Regions from separate parts of the Mus musculus genome. Here region 1 is linked to region 2. A link is a contact called in public Hi-C data. All regions are on one chromosome and are shown on one strand. The core of a region is the stretch at or near the end of the contact, and the rest is flanking DNA. Distances in the headings are between cores, read along the strand shown. Region 1 overlaps 1600002D24Rik (RIKEN cDNA 1600002D24 gene). Region 2 overlaps Gm31845 (a long non-coding RNA gene).

Region 1 (6,980 bases), core at 761-3,260, 200 kb after region 2:
ATCATAGAGTCAGTGACGTGGTCAATGAACCACTGTCTGGAATGGAGACAAGGCTCTGCTGGGTGGTGTGCTTGCTTGCTCGGCACACTCAAGGCCCAGGTTCAATTCCTAACACACATAAACTATGTACAGGGATACAGGCCTGTAACCTTTTGGGAGGTGGAGTCAGGAGGATCAGGAGTTCTGTGTCATCCTCAACTATGCAGTGAGTTTGAGGCCAGCCTGAGCTACATGAGGCCAGCCTGAGCTACAATGAGATCCTTTAATCTATCATTTTCCATTGTGATTGTTGCTGTTGTTATACTTTTATAATTGTTGTTGTTGTTATACATATGTGTATATATGTACCATATATATGTGTGTACATATGTATGTGTACATATGTATGTATATGTGTGTATGTATGTAAAATATGTATATATCTTCTAAGAAAGAACATTCCTAAAGAAGCAGAGACCTTTTGGCTCTTGCCAAAAGTGTTTAACATTCAAGAAAGTCCAACTTTTAACCAAACTGGTCCATTTCTGGATTATTTTTAGGGTCAAGGCTATGATAAGTCCTAACACTCAAACATACAGCTCAGAAATCTGTTTATAACATGTTAACTAGGCTGCCGTGTTTGGGAGGGAGAAACAGGGTTCAAGAGAGGGCCAGAGATGGATGGAGTCATCCTTCAGCCTGAGCTGATTACAGCGGCAGGCAGTACCAGCCAGGTCCAAAATAAAACTTCCCTACCCAGGGACAGCAGAACTCACACTTTGAAGGTCCCTTGTGAGAGAATGGGAGAGGGAAAGGCTGTGAGGAACTGGATCCAAGGTCCACTGACATCACCTAAGTAGACAAAGGGACACTGTTTGCTTCGAGTGCTAGAGCAGGTGTTTGAGCCGTCCCAAGGCCATTCCCAAACAAGGTAACACGGAAAGACAATAGGCTGGTGAGGAAATGGCGTGACCATGACCCCTGTTGCTGCCTCTGAAGCCCTTCTCCATTTATGGTTTTGTTCTGGGAGGGCTTGTTCCCTGGAAGCTGAGTTGGGGACAGGGCCCTGCCTCCGTGATATGAAATGCCTTATAGAAAGAAGTTGTTTTCTGAGACCTCCATGCCCCAGAAACATTTGGCACCTTCAAGTTGGGGTTCAAGGCCAGTGTGAGTCACATGGCTGGTTACATGGTTTGTCTTCCGTCTTCAAGTCAGAGTAGCATGTGGCACAACGGTTATGATTCAGGGAGGAGGTGTGGGCAGCTTGATCTATCCACGGTACAATCTGACCCTCCTGTCATGGTCTAAATATGGAGTATCATGCCTTGGGAGCTCAGTCTCTGGCTGGTGGTGTAATTTGGGGAGGTAGTGGAAGTTTAGGAGGACTACCTGGAAGAGGTGGATTATTGAAGATGTGAAAGACATCCTCTCTACTTCCTGGCCACCACATGGGGAGCCCCACCCTCACTCCTGTCACCACAATGTCCCGGTCATTGCCCGCCCATCTTAGTGTGTGAGGGAACTGTGGGCAGAAGCTGTGGGACCAGAGTTCTTTCTACTTTCACGTCGTTTCTCTCAGGTTCTTGTCACGGTGACAAGAGTCTAGTGCAACCAGTCCTTGGAGAGATGAGAACCAACCAAGGACGTCAACATTAAATACCACAATCTCGACAATCTCGGCTAGAGGGATTGCCCAAACAGCAGCATTCGTCACCAAGACAACCACATCCTCACTGTGTGCTCTAGTAACTGTCATCACATGTGAGGCTGTGTTCTTCCCACAATCCCATGTACCAGAGCCTCCCATAACCTGGCCAAGGACACACATTTGGTCTCTGTAACCACTGCTTGGCATCCCCTCTGCTCAAGAAACTAAGGCAGCCGGGAAGTGTGTCCTGCTTGAGTTGCATAGTTGGTCGGGGCTGAGCTCTGGCAAAGCAGGTCTCTGACTCCAGCTCCCCTTTGCAAAGCCTGGGTCATCAGCCGGAAACTGATCCTCTAGGACTTCCCATGGCTTCCTCTCTGCTGGAGCCAGCTCTCTGCTCCTCCCCTCTCCCTTATCTCTGGAACACAGCCTGAGCGCAAAGGAAAAGGGTCTTCACCACAGCCAAGATTCCCATCTGACTTGGAACGTGAGCCAACGCTAGGCTTCCTCTCACGTTCCTGTCCTAAGGAGGCCTTGCCTTCAGCTGCCTTGGCCCCACAGCGGAAGCCAGCACGGAGGAAGATAACGGGAAAGGCTGGGCGCCTGGGGCCACTTCCCTACCAGATGCTAGAACACATCTCCTGTGCGTTCTGACAGGGTGCCTGAAGAAAGGGCTTCCCAGTTGGATTCGTTTCCTAGGGCCACTATGATCCATGTAATGTTTCTGTTGTCCTTAACCTACAAACAAAAACAAAACAAAACAAAACAACAACAACAACAAAAATCCATTCCCTCCTAGTTGTGGAGGAAGGAAGTCTAGAATCAGGATGTTCACAGGGCAAAAAAAATCAGAAGGGCCCTTCCTGGCCCTCCCAGATTCTGGTCACCTCTAGGATGCTGACTTGCAGCCACACAGCCTTGCCCTCTGAATCCTTCCCCAACATGGCTTCTCCTGTGTTCTGTTTTCCTAAGAACACCAGTCATTTAACCAATGAGGTACCATTCTAATAATTCAACATGACTTCATCTTCCAGGCAGGGTCACAGTCAGAGGAGTTTGAGTGTACATTATTCAACCCATCTAGAGGCTTCTATGCCCATCTCCCCTGAACATGAAACCTCAAAACAAGTAGGTGAATACACATCTCAAAGGGCAGAGGCAGCCTCCAGAATCCAAGAAGAGGCCATTGACCATCTGTCAGGAAGGCTTGAGGGAGCTGAGCCTGGCTTCCCATGCCTCTTCCTGCCCCTTCCTTTCCGTGAAAACCTCTCATCCCTCCATAGACCAAGAGCTAAGACTCCTCCATTCATACAGAAGAAGATCACCACCTTCCATAGCCACAGAAGTCTCACGGTGGCTTGCCACAGATAACCTGAGCACATTTCCATACATACAAATGTAACCCAGTGCCCCAAAGCTATGAGGCAGAGGTAGGCCAGGGTGGCATGGGACACTCCATGTCTGATTTTTGTCTATACCTACAGGGCAGCCCATGATGCTTGCCTGCTGAGGTCTACTGGAGACATATTCCTGTAATCCCCAGCGCACACTCCCTCAACCCAGAGGAATTCCCTTCTTGAAGATTGACTAGCAGCTAGTTTTCTTACAGTCACATGACAATGCAGAGGCGCAGGAAGTCCGGGGTAGGGAGTGGGGGATCCTGGCTGGGCCTCTAGATTTTTGACACATGGAGCAAGGCCACCGGTCACTGGGAACATAGAAGGGAGATATTGCCTACAGTTTGTGGGCAATATGGTAAAAAGCTCTTCTCAGCCACACTCCAGCCGTGCTTGCCAGCTGACCTGCTTCCCCAGAGCCCTGCCTCAGGCAGGAAATGGTGTGAGGGTAGATATCAGCCACCAGGCAGGAAGCCCCACCCACAGAAAGGGCAGCAGGTGCCTGGAAAGAGTCCACTACCTTGCTCTGGACTTGCTGAGTGTGAGGTACAGAAGACCCCACCCATCCCCCATTCTCTACTTCCTCTAGTCAAACAGCAGCCCCCTCTCTCCAACTCACACCCTTGGCCATGAGTTTTGCTTCCTTTCTCATTCTAGGCTCCCCCACCCCACCGCACCCCCAGTTTCCAGGGATCCCTCAGCAAAATGACACCCAAAGAATAAAGAATTCTGAGCCAAGGCAAGCAGTGTGCTCTCCCCATCACCTCCTTTTGCCCTGAAAATATTCCTTTATTTAGCTGGCACTAAATTTAGGTCCTGGCCAACAGAATAGAATGAAAGGAAAGCTTACCCAAGCCTCCCACCCCATCCCGTCTCACTCCCACCTTCCCCTGCCCCAGAGAGGCCTGCCAGCCCACTCCTCCATGAGTACCCTTTCACCCATAGCAGAAGACAACCACTGAGAGCCTGGTGTTGGGCACCCTGCGTGTGTGGCTCCCCAATCACAGAGTTACCTCCTCATAATCCCTCAGGGTCTAGAATATGAAATTAAGAAGCATCTGCATATTAATTAATGTTTCTTAGATCTGCACATTAGAGTACTGTTTCTTAGATTGGCTGTGCTTCTATAGCTGGGCATTTTCTGGTTACGGGGAGCTGTTGTCACTTTTATAATTTCACTTCAGCGACAGCATAGCTATAAAAATTAATGTACTTCCAGTTCATAGTTCCATAGAATAAGCATATCCTGGGGGGGGGAGGGGTGACCCCTCAGTTGTGTGCTTAACGATCAAGCTTAAGAACCTGAGTTTGGTCCTTAGTATCTGTGCAAAGCACTGGGCATGGTGGAGCCTGTTCATAATCTTGGTACTAAGAGTGGAGATAAGCAGACCCCTGGGGTTCTCTGGCTAACTGGCTAGCCTAGCCTAATCCACAAGCCCAGGTCCCTAGTTTCAAAAAGATGAAGTGGATGAGCCACGGACAGACACCCCAGATGATCTCTGCCCTCCACACATATGCACATATACACAACATCTAATTTAGGGTTTTAGACATGAGAACACACCCATCGTCTTCACCCTTTAAGTCTGATCCTCGCCTCATTCAGACTTAGAGGAGGACAGTGCTGGGCTCTAACCCTGAGGCTGCCCAGCCATGTCAGTCTCCCCAGGCACCCATCACAAGCTCCTGGCCCTTGTCCAGGCTTCCCAAGGCAGACACTAGAAGCAGCTACAGTTCCGTGACAACTGAGGCCGCGCTCCCTGTTGCGGCCTGAGCTTCAGCTGGTCACACTGGAACCCAGTAAACTGCGTCATGCCACACATAGTTCTATGAACCTACAACATTCCCGCACACGTTTCACCCTGCAGTGGGTTCCTCCGACCAGTCAGATGGTGGCTACAGGCCTGCAGTTGCTCTTGTGTGATGTCGTAAAGGCTGTCCCTAGAGCTGACGTCATTCGTCATTCGGTAAGCCCTCATCCTCCCAGATGACTCTGAGATTGAAAATAACCAGCAAGCCAAAGCCCCTGCTGTGTACCTTCCTGTCACACAAAATTGAAGCCCAGGGACGTGAGGTGATTTGAGCAAAGCTACAAACTTGTTAGAGCTGGCTTAGAGACAGGCTTTCATTCTCTGTGTCCTTTCCCTGGGACAGTGGCTGCATAAGATTGCCACAGACAGTACAAGGGACACATGGGCAGCGCAGAGTCATTCCTTCACCTCACACACAGGACACTAAGGATGAGAGGAAGTAGGCACAGCCACAGGTTGTGGAGGCAGGAGGAGGGAATGAGGTTTGAGGGAGGGGACCATAACCCTCTTTCTACCCCAGAAGCCTTCTCAGTTCTCCGCTTGAGAACTAGAGGCCTGAACTCATGTGACATAAAAAGCACAGGACTTCCATCCATGTTGAGTTCAGCACACTCCCCAGGGGCAGCAAGAGCAGCAGGAAGCAACTGGTCCCAGCTGGTCCCGTCCACCCACCCCATCCAGGAAAGCCATCAGTCCCCGCAGGACATCTCAGGCTCACCACACTCAACCCCAGCCAGCGCCTGTCTCCTACAGGGCCTGGATATCAGGTTGTCCCAGTTAAAATCCTTATTCCTTTTCTTCTTTCTTTCCTGGCATCTGTGTGGTACTGTCTGCCACCCCCTACTAAATATCTTTTTATCCAATTTGTTCTGGAATCTTCTAACATGTATCACTATCCCTTTCCCCACACACTGGGAGGAGATTATGTGATTCTACCATGGTCTTGGTCAAATATGTTTTCCCCATTTTCCCCAATGGAAAACACGTTTGAACAACCAGCCTTGTCTCTGCCACTGCCTTGGTGTCTTCGTTTGATGACAATGTGCTATCATACAGAATTGAGCCCCAGTCCAAGGGTACCCTTATCCTCACAAGATACCCTGTAAATTGAAGGGGAGACAAGACTTATCATTGACACATCTCACTGGGTGATTTCAGTGGTTCCCTACTTGAAGCACAGAATTACAACAAAGGGGTTCTGTTAAACACCCCCCCCCGTGGCAATCAAGCTATCTGACATTGACACATCTCACTGGGTGATTTCAGTGGTTCCCTACTTGAAGCACAGAATTACAACAAGGGGGTCTGTGATTCCCCCCCCCCCCGTGGCAATCAAGCTATCTGACACCAGAATGGGTGTCCATCTTCCAAAATCTAATAAACGCTGCTCAGATCGTGAAGTGGCGTCTTGAGAGTTAGGGACTTAACCAGGGTGTGGAGGTGCAAGCTTCATGTGTGGTTTGAACAAGGTGCATGTGTTTCAACAGAGGATCCCCAACTTGTGGCACTGTTTGCAGCAGTTATGGAACCTCTCAGAGATGGAGCTTTACTGAAGGAATTTTGCCAGAGGAAGTAGTCACTGGAGGTGGGCCTTGAGGGTTCAAAGCTGGGCCCTACTTCCTTTCTCTCTGCTTCCTGGCAACCACGTGTGATCAGCCAGCCTCATGCTCCTATCATCATAATGGACTAGATACCCTAGTAAGATTAAGTTTTGAAATACATAAATGGACTTTCTAGAACAATCTAGCTGAACCTCTCCAATGGGTTTTCTAGTTCTTAAGAATGCAGTCCACCCTGGAGCATCTGAGGTCTCAGCCTGAGACAATCAGGTAAAGTGAGGACCAGCGTCTAAAGTCAAAGCCTAGCATGAACTGGAAGTCCGAGATTCCAGATCTGAGTAGGGGCTGGGAGAGAGGTCAGTTGGTGAAGTGCTTGCCTTGCATACATGAAGAGCTGCATTTGGATCCTCAGCATCACATAAGAGCCAGGCACTGTCTCACATATCTGTAATCCTAGTCCTGGGGGTGTGGGGTGGAGACAGTGGGTCTCAGGTTCTCTCTGTCCAGCTCTAGTCTATTGGTAAGCTCAGGGTTCAGTGAGAGACCCTGTCCAAAAGATAAGGGGAAGAGAAATAGAGGATGGCATGCA
Region 2 (6,795 bases), core at 43-2,542:
AATACTACTTCATAAGTCTCAGGTTCCAGGCCCACCTTGATGCTTACAGTGGAACACCCTTGGGACCTTTGAAACACTTGTTTGGCTACAAATTTTAAAATAAAATAAACAAAAATGTCTTTAACTGGGTGATGTCAGCAGATCGTGGGCCCATCGCTTAGGGGACAGCGCCTTCCCTGACTCTCTCCTGACTCACCATGAGGGACCAGAATAAATAATCTCTCTTCATAGACAATTGGCAGCCTCTCATTCCCCAACCACACTTTCCGGTTCTCAATCCTTGGCCTAGGGTTTGATTCTACTCAGTGTAACTTGCTGTAACCCATTTCTCTCTAAGTTAGCACAGGGGTGAGTAAGGGCCTCTCTTTGTTCAACACATGGCAGCTTTCCCCCTTAGGGAGCTACCTTCCGCATGTGTCTGTGTCCTGAAGTCTCTTCATCAAGGCATGGTCTTCTTGCACTAGGGCCTGCTCCTGATAGCCTCTCCTTGTCCTAATTACCTCTGTAAAGAATTTAGATCTCCAAGCCCTCTCATGTTCTGAGGTGCCTGGGCAATTCCCTGCCTCACCAGCAGGGGGTGCCGTTTCACAGAGGCCTTGACTACCTGGACAACCGACCACACCCAGGGCTCACACACAGGCCTAGCCACAGGTCTGCTATTTCTATCTCTGGGGAAGTGAACTGAGTTTGCTGCTGTTCATGGCAGGACTGTAAACATGGCTGTCTTCCAAGTGAGGAGCATTAAGGAGGGACAATGAGCTGAGCCACGGGACAGCAGGCCTAGGACCTGCAAGCAGTCCACTACCTCTCAGGTGATGGAACCAGTCTTTGCCTGTATTGCTGTAACTATGACATCAGAGAAAAGGGAGGTTGGTTTTATTAAAAGTGAAGTGTCTCACAACACACAGATCTTCCGCCTTTCGTTCTGGTCTGAACCTCCTCTGCTCTGTCTCTGTCTCTCTGTCTCTCTGTCTCTCTCTCTCTGTCTCTCTCTCTCTCTGTCTCTCTCTCTCTCTCTGTCTCTCTGTCTCTCCCTCCAACCCCCTTGATTCTAAGTCCTTTTAACACGATTCTTAGCTTATCATTTACTTGTTCTAACAGGGAGACTGGGCTAAATTTGTTTAGACACGTTCTATAGCATTGAACACAGAGAGGGTAAATGCGTCGGGTTTCTGAGCCCAGAGAACATTCCGTTCCCTTGCTTGGGTTTACAATCCAACGTGCTTTACGTTAGGAGACAAGCTATGGCTTGTAAAATGAATGCGGAAATCGCGTCGAGCGCGAGGCGGGCGCCCGGTGATGATTATGCAATCGGAGAAGCCTCTGCCAGGAAGGGCTGGAGCTGAGTGATCCGTTCTTAGTTGTTCTGGGGCAAAATTAAAATGCCTCTGTTTCCTGGATAGTGTTTGGGGGCAGGCAGACCCTGTCCTCGCCTCTGCATGCAACACCCTAAGTTGGTGTCACCTGGAGATTACTGTGACATACAGTATAGGACCTCAGGGCTAAAAAACAAAATATTTCATCGGTTGGTGTTTTGTTCAGATTTTTAAAACACATGCTAAAAGCCTAAAACTTAGAATTATACTATTTTTGCCTACAAAATTATCACTTTTAAAAAGTGTCCGATAATTCTTTTGAGCCCCACCTGTAGTTTTAGAGCATTTTGATGATGTCCCCTAGGCTGTCTCTGTCTCGTTTGGATACCCCAATCTCTTCGAGCACTGATTGTAGCTCTAGTATGTTTAAGGACGGCCTTTTGGAATGATGATATTTAAAGTATCGTGTATATTACGCTTGTGTGTGCACGTGGAGTGGGGCACACCCGTGGCAGTATGAGGACAGAGCTGTGTAGCCAATCTTCTTCCATCTTCTCATCCAGCAAGACCTCCCCACAGCTGCCTTCTTCCTGCTGCTGCACGGGTCCCTCTTCTGCTGTGTGGATGGAGGTGTTTGCAAATGTTCTTAGCACCCCTGGGGGAAGCCATTGGGCACTAGGCATTCGTGTGCCTATACTGTCTCTCCAGGAGCAGGCCCCTCTGGCCTTACCTGGCTTATTTACGCCACCATACGACCACTCCACGGATCTGATTTATTGTGCTTTCCCCTTGATAAGAAAGTTAGGTCTGTGGGAACAGGAATGACCTAATCTCCCTCATGTCTGTCTCTGAGCTTCTAGAAAGATATTGTAGGTGCTCAGAAGGCATCACGGCTCTGCATGGCAGGAAAAGCAAGGACAGCAGGAGCTGCAACATAACCCGAGGGATGGAAAGGTCTTTTTTTAATGCAATAAATGCATGTGTAAAGAAAAATGACACCCTGGTGTAAGACAATATTCCATTGCTGTTAGAGGCTCTTGAGGCCCCAGGAATTACTTAGACCAGCAATTGGGAACCACTGATAGAAGAGAGTCTCACCCCTCAGGTGGGCCCAACACTGCTCATCTTCCCCTGCTCACAGTGACTGATATGAGTGATAGCTCGTTACCCACCACAGGGCTGAGGAGATGCCAGATACCTGTGAGTGCAGACGGCTTGACCTAGGCAGGACCACACACAAGCATCCTTGCTACTGCAATCAGACAATGGCAACCCTAGAGTAGAGGACAGCTCAGCCCGCAGCTTCTGCCATCACTGTGAGCTTGGCAGGCTCTCGCCACCACCAGCAGAGCAGAGCAGCCCCTGGCATCTGCTCCTATGCACAATAAAACCCCAAGCAAGCATGGCCTCTGTGCAAACCTGCCACAGTCCACGGCTGTGTGCTGGCTGTGACTCAAGGAGCACAGACCCTCTGCCTTCTAACCCTGGGGACTGGAACCTTTGCATTTGTCATTATAAAAACAGAAACACTGGGCTGCCATGATGGCGCACAACTGTAATCCTAGCACATGGGGGGGACAGGGGGCAGAGGCAGGAGGATGGCCTGATATAGCTGTGTTAACTCACTGGCTAGGGAGGGAGGGGAAAAGGAAGGAGGACACAGAGAGGGAGGAGGTAAGGAGGGGGACAGGGAAGAGGGAGGGAGAGGGGGAAGGAAGGAGAAAGGGTGGGAGGAGGGAAGGAGGGAAAAAGGAAGGGAGGGAGAAAAGGAGGGAGGGAGGGAGGGAGGAGGTATAAACCTTAGACACTTGCTGAGGTTATCTAAGCCTGCTCCCTGTCCTCAAACTCTTAAATGTCCCCAGGATCCAAAAACTATGGTTTGACACAATTAGAATGTTGTGCTGGCTAACTTCCATGTCAACCCGACACATAGAGTCATTTTGAGAGAACAGAACCCTGATAGAGAAAATGCCTCCTTAAGGTTGCTGTAGGCAACCCTGCACGGCATTTTCTTAATTACTGATTGATGGGAGAGGGACCAGCTCATTGTGGGTGGGGTCATCCCCGGGCTGGTGGTCCTGGATCCTACAAGAAGGCAGGTGAGCAAGTGACAAGGAGCAGCAAGTCACAAGTCAGCAGTTCCCCTGCGCGACCTCTGCGTCAGCTCCTGTCTCCAGGTTCCTGTCCTGTTTGACCTCCCGTTCTGATTTCCTTCCTTCAGGGATGCGGAAGCATAAGCCAGATAAGCCCTCTCCTCCCCAAGTGGCTTTGGTCCTGGTGTTTCATGGAAGCAATAGAAATGTGAACCAAGACAAATACATTCTTTGTAACTACTTTTATTGCAAAACAACTTTATAAACCAGAAACCTGCTGCTTGATGAATGCCACGCCTTCCATCTTCCTGGTCTTGAGTTTTCCCCGCCTACACGGCGCTTTCTGAACACAGCAGCTTACAGCTAACGTTTTTTTTATTTTCTAAAATCTGTGAAAGTGGATTCCTAGCACACATTTTCTTGTGTTTCTGCTTCACTTCGAGCCATTCTGAGAGCCGCTCATGGTCATGGAAACATGGTAACCTTATCAGGTGAAATCACGTTTTCACAAACCCACTCCACTGCTGATGGATGGTTGCTGCCATCAGTCATGCTGCTGGGTAGTCCTCTGGTAAACACAGACGCTCTCTCCTGCTGGTGTCTACTTAGTGATGGAGTTGCTGAGAATGTGGGCATGGGTGTCCCTTCACCACCAGGCATGAGAGTTGTCCTGAGTTTCCGGCGAGCATCCCCTGGCAAGCCATGACGGGTGCTGTTCACCCTCCGTACTGAGACTTTCTCCTGAATAAGTGCTGAGTTTTATAAAGTGCTTTCCCTCCGTCTACTAAAAATATCATCTTATTTTTCTTTTGCTCATATGGTGAATTTACACTGGCTGACCTTCCAAACATTTACCAAACAGCTATGGTTTGGATGTTGAGTGTCCCCTAGAGTCGCACTGTTGAGCCTAGTTCTGGCCATGATGGTCAAGCATACTCAGGAACCAATAAGAGGGCTCTAGGGGCAGAGCCAGCTCTATCTACTTCAGCAAAATCTCTTAAGACTGCAAAGGTGACCTCCTGAGGAAGGATCAGTCAAGGTACCAAGGCTACCTGCTGCTCTCTCTCCCCACCCCTCCAGCCCTTCCTCATTATCCCTCCCTCCCCCTCCTTCCTTCTCCACAGGAGGGCCTGTTGACTAAAATGGATGATTGGTTTACGTGACTTCCGTGACTTCCATGACTTCTGTGACTTCCGTGACATAGCTGGTTCTGTTTCTGCCTCTTTTCCCTAGGGCTGTTTTCCAGAACAATCCTCTCCCTGCAGAATATTCCTCTACCTTGTCTCCTCTAATCTCTGCCCCAGTTTCCTGAATATGTCTGATCCAGCCTTGAGGGTGGACTGGCCATTTCTGTAAGAATAGAAACCATTTGTCTCCAGTCAGTACCTCCATCTCGTGGGTCCACACGGCTGGCAAACCCACACTGCAAGTCTTCATAGCTCTCATTTCCTTCTTCCTGGAAGCTTTAGGATCTTGTGTGTGAGATCCGGTTGTATCCAGTGCACTGGGCCCTTCCACCTGCAAGCCTGCTTCCTCGGTGACTCTGTCAGTCTCCTGGATTGCGTCAAAGGTTTTGCCTTCCCTGCCCTTTTCTCCCCTCCTGGGAGTCTACCTGAAGGCTGTCCCTTCACTGGCCTCTCTGGTCTTCTATTCTCTGCCTCTTATTCTCTGTGTCCTATGACACTGATTTCTGATTGAGTTCGCCAGCCACACCTTCCTGTCCATCCTTGAGTCTGCCCATTCATTTGTCCCGAGTCGAAGGGTCTGTCTTATTCACAACAAGTGAACTAAGTTGGAGTTGTTTTCCCCAAAGAAGGAAAACCATTATTCTAACATTTTCAGAGTTTACCTCGGTAACTATTAGAGAGAAGCCAACAGCCAAACTTCCCTGCATTTTTTTTTTGATATATAACATGAGTTATAATGTCTTATTTTCAAAAAGCCTGGAGGAAAATATACTGAAATAGTAACAGTGATTGTCTCAATGTGGTGAGATTATGATTGACTTTCTTCCCCCCCCCCCTTGAATATTTTCTTTATTTACATTTCCAATGTTTTCCCCTTTCCAGGTCTCCCCTTTGGAAATTCCCTATCCCATCTCCCCTCCCCCTGCCTGTATGAGGGTGCCCCCCCACTCCCATTCCCATCCTCCCAACCTACACTGGGATATTGAACACCCTCAGGCCCGAGGGCTTCTCCTCTCACTGATGACCAACAAGGCCATCTTCTGCCACATATGTGGCCAGAATCATGGGTCACTCCATGTGTATTACCACCTTCAAAATGAAGGGAAGTCACTCAATGTGTATTCTCTGGACCACCAACCGAAGCTGATGATGGGTATGCAGTGAGCCCATGAACGTACTGCAGTATTGAATTGGACTTTCCTGCTAGCTAATTATCATGGTGAGGGCTTTCCCATAAGTGTCTCGCTTTCCTGGTTTTTCAGTGTTTAAGTGCATTTGTTACCACCCCACCCCCACCCCCGTGCATGGCAAGCTGTCAGTCCTCAGCTGCTTAGGCTGTCTGCTCCAGTGTAATCTGAGGAAACTCTAAAGTAGATTGGAGGTTCTATACATTCACCCAGGAACTATTGAGCCCCTTCCACAGAACCTGATAAAACACAGTTTGGCTGGACACGATGTTAGGCGATCCCTGATGTAACTTACTTTGAGTTTGGGGTTTGGGTTTGCTTGTCTGTTATTGTTTTGAGGGGAATCCAGAGCAATGCTTCTGGTCTGCTTCCTAGCAGGGAAGTATCAGGCTGGCAGCTTTGAAGGTTCAGGGCTCCGTGTTTCTCTGCATCTATCTGTACCCTGCAAGAGCCCCGATTTCCAAGTTCACACTCTGTCTTCTGTTTGGAGCTGCAGTGGTCGACACCATCGGGAGTTTTGCTCGATGCTGGGTGTTGTGTCAGTCAAAGTCTCAGCACCTGGCAGCTGCCATGTTTCTTCTAGGACCACTCATAGCCAAACAGCTGCCTGGAGTCGCTGTTAACTGAAAGTTATCAGACCCATGGCTTCAACTCTCACATCCAGCAATCCTGACAGGTTCACCTGAAGATACCTTCTCACCCTCTAAACCAGGATCACTGAGTTCTTTCAGGGGAACTCAAAGCAACCAGGCAAGGTCCCAGGTGAGGACTGGCAGGTTAGGAGCTGTCCCCATGGGAAGCAAGGTCACGTGGGAACAGGTGACCCTGGCACGCGAAAGCATAAGAAGGGGGGTCTATGGATTGCCAGTGTTGGGGGCTGAAACCTTGGAAGGGACATCTCTCCTCATCCTCTACAGATGGATCCTCTCAGTCCTCTCAGGAAGACGACCTTACTCAGAAATCAACCCTGCAGAGGATGATGGGGAGGGGTGGACTTCTGTATGGCCCCTGA

Evidence for each region. Hi-C and Micro-C count contacts between places; a contact is called where the count stands out from the background.
Region 1: a contact with region 2 is called in a Hi-C map of liver, with 2.5 times the contacts expected there. The contact joins two enhancer-like sites. A contact is called at or near these places in 1 of 15 datasets of contacts at CTCF or cohesin (large pre-B cells), 7 of 484 Hi-C or Micro-C datasets (CD4 T cells, bone marrow-derived macrophages, cardiomyocytes and 3 more) and 4 of 115 datasets of contacts at active chromatin or transcription factors (astrocytes, cardiomyocytes, heart atrium and 1 more).

Annotation. Positions count from the first base shown.
Region 1 is chr16:95,859,366-95,866,345 of GRCm38.p6, forward strand. The region is part of intron 1 of 1600002D24Rik (RIKEN cDNA 1600002D24 gene); the gene reads right to left. Among named protein-coding and RNA genes, the nearest start is that of Gm41508, 59 kb to the right of the region's middle. Within about 2 kb of position 2,011, at least 89 of the 459 cell types and tissues checked have an H3K27ac peak or open chromatin away from gene starts, as enhancers often do. A contact at or near this core is called in bone marrow-derived macrophages and liver, where this site is marked.
Region 2 is chr16:95,658,424-95,665,218 of GRCm38.p6, forward strand. Gm31845 (a long non-coding RNA gene) reads right to left here. Exons shown (of 3, transcript XR_385090.2): 3 at 5,677-6,795. Among named protein-coding and RNA genes, the nearest start is that of Gm31845, 6.3 kb to the right of the region's middle. Within about 2 kb of position 1,293, at least 68 of the 459 cell types and tissues checked have an H3K27ac peak or open chromatin away from gene starts, as enhancers often do. A contact at or near this core is called in bone marrow-derived macrophages and liver, where this site is marked.